Linked DNA regions of Triticum aestivum: region 1 is linked to region 2. A link is a contact called in public Hi-C data. All regions are on one chromosome and are shown on one strand. The core of a region is the stretch at or near the end of the contact, and the rest is flanking DNA. Distances in the headings are between cores, read along the strand shown.

What was found. Hi-C and Micro-C count contacts between places; a contact is called where the count stands out from the background.
Region 1: a Hi-C map of leaf shows a contact between it and region 2, with 7 times the contacts expected there. The contact joins the promoter of LOC123078870 here to the promoter of LOC123078864 in region 2. A contact is called at or near these places in 2 of 5 Hi-C or Micro-C datasets (both in leaf).

Annotation. Positions count from the first base shown.
Region 1 is chr3D:356,990,646-356,993,413 of IWGSC CS RefSeq v2.1, reverse strand. It overlaps LOC123078870 (protein PLASTID TRANSCRIPTIONALLY ACTIVE 7), which reads right to left and starts at 1,337. Exons shown (of 4, transcript XM_044501509.1): 1 at 1,115-1,337; 2 at 926-1,015. The coding sequence starts at 1,246.
Region 2 is chr3D:356,537,701-356,540,632 of IWGSC CS RefSeq v2.1, reverse strand. It overlaps LOC123078864 (RNA polymerase II transcriptional coactivator KELP), which reads right to left and starts at 1,462. Exons shown (of 3, transcript XM_044501504.1): 1 at 981-1,462; 2 at 791-896. The coding sequence starts at 1,358.

The DNA.
Region 1 (2,768 bases), core at 88-2,587, 450 kb before region 2:
CACTATGACGCTAGCAAATAACATGGAAATAAGGAAAAAGAATGTGAAATTTCTAAAGCATGTCAACAATGCTCACTATTCCATTTCATCTGATTTTATCCCATGGAAATTTTATTGTCTATGTAAACAACAAATGTGTGATATACAGCTGCTTGCATACCTGCATAACTGCTCGGAAATGGCCAAGCAGTGCTGAACATGTGACACAGTTTACCTAAAAGGAAAAGAAGGCAGCTCGTTCCTACTTCCTATAACAATGAACGAACTGTCTAGAAGAAGCATAGTGTAAGTCAGCGGCGTAAATTGGTTGGGAAAGAAGTCTGCAGTATAACAGCCGCTGACTTCTTATTTGACAGTTTGAAACAACCTGCAATTCAATGCAAGGTCATGAGCCAGCATGACCAAAGGGCCTGCACAAAACCGATAATACATCGCGTAACTTATCATAACGGAATAAGCAATCACACAACTCTCCAAATCGTAAATGTGTGCAAGCGATTAAACCTGTTAAGTGTACACCTTGATTCAGTGTTGTGCTGTTACATTAGCTTGTCACACGTTCAGTTATTCTGTGACTTGTCTTAGCCTGTAACTAGCCCACGATGCGCGATTCAGTGAGCGTCTGGCTCAGTGACTGCTAAAAGCAGAGCTATAAATATGTACCCCTGTACTGAACTTCGACGAACACAAGCCAATCATTTATCCTGTGGTTTAGATTTTATCAAATACCACATGGTAATGGACGCCGAATGATGGTTCTCGGGCCTCCTGAACACCACTATGCCCAACCTACGACGCAAAAGTTCTAGGCCCAATCGTATTTTATCCGGCAGCAAGCTCGTCCTTCGATTATTCACCGTCCTAGTTCCAACAGAAACAACCACGCAGAGATGAGGAGACCGCCTTGTTCGGCTGTTGCGCATACCAGTTTCCGGCGACGCCACACTCGCCGCCCACCGCTTACTCGCCCGTCCCCGCCCCCCTTCCCACTTCCAGGCTCACTGCTCTGCTTTTTCTACGAGATAATGGAAACAGCATGATAAGGATTGCGTCAGTTGGGCGAGGAGGAGAAGAAAAGGGGAAGGGAAGTAGGTTGCCTGGGTCGGGCTTCCACCTGAGCCTTCATGGAGATGGTGGCAGCGCTGCGGCTAGTCCTTCCGCCCGATTGAGGGGTGGAGGGGAGGCCGGCGGCGAGGTGCCCGTGGTGGTGGCGGGCGGCGAAGGAAGCGGCCATTGCCATGGCCATTTTTTGGACCGGGATGTTCGCGAGGCTGTTTCTTACCTCATCCAGTTATCGAGCCGTTTGGGCACGAGCAAGCGCTGCTTTTCTTTTTTTGAGGGATGGCACCAATATATGGGCTTCCAGGATAGCCCAAATAAACCCTAAGGGCCCAGCGACAGACCATTGGAGGAGAGCCCCCAACGCTCCAAGCGTTAAAACGCTGGGGAAACGCACAGAGCGTCAGAAACTGGGCTCATATCACACACTTTTTTTTGAAAGTTTCATACATTTTCTAAAACGTGTTCAGTCATTGAAGCATTTTTATTTAATTTTAAAAAATTCCTCGTACAAGATGAAAAAATTTCAAAGTTCATGATTTTTTTTTGAAAAAAATTATTGTCCACCCCAACTATTCGAATTCGCCCCAAACTCGGCAGTTGCCCCATTACTTGATCATTGTAACTCTTTGGTGATATAATTTCAAACAAAATAGGAGTAGGCTTGTTACTTGCAAAACAAGAGCCTAAACGTGTGTAAAATATGTCGCCATTTTTTATTTTGTAATCTGAGGTTAGTTGCAACTATCATATAAATAAAGTGTGGTGCATGCATTGTTGTTAGGTACTTTGACAAAAAAATAAAAATAAACCAATTTTCAAAGGAAACTCTTTTTTAAAATTTGTGAACCTTTTTGGGATACACCAATATTTTACAATTAAAAACATTTAATTCGTGAGTTTCTTTCCTTTTGCCTTTTAAATTTTAATTTATTTTAACACAGGTTTTTCCAACAAAATGATTTTTTTATAAATATCTTGAATTTTTGATTGAAAACTTTCTACAAAAATTATTTCTAAAAAATATTCACAACTTGTTTTACAATTTTATGAATTATTTGAATTTCAAGATCATTTATTAAAATGTGAACATATTGTTTAGAAATTCATGAAGTTTTAAAATTTATACACATTTTTTAAAATTCAGAGAGAAACGCAAACTCAAAATTGTGAATATTTCTAAAATTTGCATTCATGAACCTTTTCAAATCTATCAAAAAAACTACTAGCTGATTTTTTTTGGTCATTAACGACGACTATTTTTTATAGACAAACAATAAGACAAAAAAAGAGGCAAGAGAACACAATTGGACTCGGCCCAACGCATAATCTAGCGACATTCCGCCGCAACAGGTGCATAATAGGAGTTCTGACGAAGTTCGAGGGTGATAACATTGCCGTAAGTCCAAAATAAACCTTAAAATTGTAGGTGAAAGCTAAATCAAACCCTGAACTTTGAATCCCGGAAATTGGCACTCTGAACTTGTAATCCCGGTCTATTTTGGACCCTAGACCTGTTTGCCACACTAGAAATAAGATAATCCCGTCCGGGATAACCTTTACACTAAGAGACAAGAATCTGGGCCGGCCCACTATAACACAACAAGAAATCATGAACTTCTCAGAAGTTAAAAAATATTCCTGTTTCTAATTTTCGCACAAATACAATTCATTTTGTGTTTTTCTATTTTTCTGGAATTTCAAAATTC
Region 2 (2,932 bases), core at 213-2,712:
TAGACAAAACTACTGATCTGAATTGCTAGATAGAGAATAACCAGGGTCGGAGGCTAATGAGCACCCATATCACCATATCAGTTGCTCTGCAGCAGCAATAGAAAAAGAGAAGGCACACTAATCATAGCCAAGCAGTGACCAATGGACAAATTGCACAGTGCTACATAGTTTGATCAACACAGGATCTTTATGGCATAACTAATAGCCACAGGTAAAAATGACAACAGAGAAATTGGTTTCAATAAATACCGATATTCGCAAGTCCCGCACAATTTACACAGGGGGACTTTGTACAAGCTAAGTTTATGGCATAACTTGTAGCCACAGGTAAAATGACAACAGAGAATTGGTTTCAATAAATAATGGTGTTCGCAAGTCCCACACAATTTACACGGTGGGACTTTGTACAAGGCTAATGGCCGCATTAAGTCCAAGGTACACTCCCCCTCAACGCTGGTATACTATCCACCACTTGCAAGTGGAATGTATTAGGCTAATGAACAGATGAACATGGCAAACAAAATGACAATAAAGTGTTTCAGTTTTGACATAATCTGATAGTGTGGATTTCAGGCAACTGATGCACCCTTTCCTGCAAAGACTGAAACCTGAAACAAAACCCAACCAAATCGACATTGCTGCAAGGTCGCCGTAACTAGCAGGTTTGCCATAACTGTGAATATACCAAGACGAAAGGCCATTCGAACTGAGCAAAACAAATATTCAAATCTGGGATTCGAGCAGAAATCCAATCCTCGAGCTCAAGAAATAATTGTGAGATTGGCAGCACCTTTGGAGGTGGGCAGTTCCTTGCCGTCCTTGAAGTAGTACTCGCGGATAGACACCAGCGTTTTGCCCTTAAACTCCTGCAGCGTCACCCTCCTGTTCTTCGACAGCTGCAAACGCAAACAAATCGCACCGTAAACCCTAGCCCCGGCACTAAACCCTAGCAATGTTTAGGCGAGAACAGTTGAACTCACGCGGCAGAGGATGAGGTCTCCATTATCGTCGAACTCCTTTTTTCCTTCACCTCCCTTGTCCTCCTCCTCCTCCTCCTCCTCTTCCCCCTCCTTCTCCTCATCCTCTTCCTGCCCTTCCTCCTCCTGACGCTGCTGTTTCTTTTTCCCCTCCTTGCGGGAGCCGCCCTTCTGCTTCTCGTCTTCTTCTTCGGCGAGGGACTTGAGGTAGTCCTCCACGAGGCGTCGCACGAAGCGCTTGTGGAGGGGGAGGTCGAGGTCGATGCCGAGGCGGTCGGCGGCGGCGGTGCGGACCTTGTACTCCGTCAGGGACTCCATGTCGGAGCCCCGCAGGATCTCCAGCACCGCCGCCTCCACTTTATCCTGCGTCTTCTCGTCCATGTCCACGCCCGGAGCCGCCGCCGCGTCCTTCGCCGGTTTCCTCCTGCGCAGTTACCCTCCGTGCGCTTCGTCGATGGAGTGAATGGGGGGAGAGGAGAGTAGTAGAGGCTCCTCCGCTACGGGCCGATGTATCAGGCCGTGAATGTCAGATTCGGTTAATGGATTATTCTGCGCATACCGGGCCTGTTGGAACTGGGCGCCCACCCGAGGCCCAAAATAAACTCTAAAATTGTTTGCTATAAGCTTGTAAATAATTAGGGCTGGATCCTATTCGGGGGGCTCCTAACCGGCGCTCGAAGCGCACGTTACTGGGCCGGCCCAGGTGAGCTTCGACCGAAAACCACGACGCGAGAAAATGAACGTGAAAATTTGCGAAAGCTGGGTTTCGAACTGACGATCACACTTCTTTCTGTCCGACACGAGAACCACTAGACCAAATACGTTCTTATGTTCTGTAGCTAGGAAAACGTTCTACTTAACCGTTATTCAGTGAAAACATTAACGTAAAATCTGAAAATTAGTTGAAAAGTTCATTGGTTCTGAAAAATAAGTTCATTGATTTTGAAAACTAGTTCACCATTTTTCTAAAAAATTCACAAATTTTTAAAAAGATTAAACGATTTTGAAAAAATGTTCATCAGTTTTGAAAAAAGTTCATCAATTTTGAAAAAAAGTTCATCGATTTGGAAAAAAGATTCATGGAATTTGGGAAAAAATGTTCATCAAATCTGAAAAAAATTCATCGAATATGAAAAAAAATCAACGGATTTGAAAATTGTTCATTGGTTTTAAATTATTCATTGAATTTGAAAAAAGTTCATTGAATTTGAAAAAAGGATCACCGAATTTGAAAATAAGTTCAGCAATTTCGATAAAGTTCATCGAAATTGAAAAAAAGTTCACAAATTTGATAAAAAGTTCATTGAATTTGAAAAAAGTTCATCAAATTTGAAAAGTTAGTTCATCAATTTTGATAACAGTTCATTGAATTTGAAAATAAGTTCATCGATTTTGAAATAAGTTCATCAAATTTGAAAAATAAGTTCATCGAATTTTATAACAGTTCATTGAATTTGAAAATAAGTTCATCGATTTTGATAAAAGTTCATTGAATTTGAAAAAAGTTCATCGAAATTGAAAAAGTTCACGAATTTAATAAAAAGTTGGCGCATTTAAGGAAAGAAGAAAAGAAACATGAAAAAGTAACCAGAGAAAAAACACACCCAGAAATTGACCAGCGAACGACCTAGATAAAGATTAAAAAAGAAAAGAAAGAAGTTTGTGGACATAGACGCGTTCTTATCCTGGTGGTGAGTGCGCTCCACATTCAATCGAGCGATCCAGTGTTCGATCCCTCGCTAGCTCACGTTAATTTTGCTCTAGTTTCAATAGGAAAAAAAAACGGGCCGGCCCAAGACGGCGCGGGGGTGTGCGCCCAGGCGCCGTTTAGGAAATGCGTCCTATTCGGCGCCCTCTGCGCCCGATATAGTAGATTCCGCAAATGGGCGCATACCCCCAGCCTCCGCTGGGCCGGCCCATCTAGATTTCCCCCCTGAGTTAATTCACACAGTAAA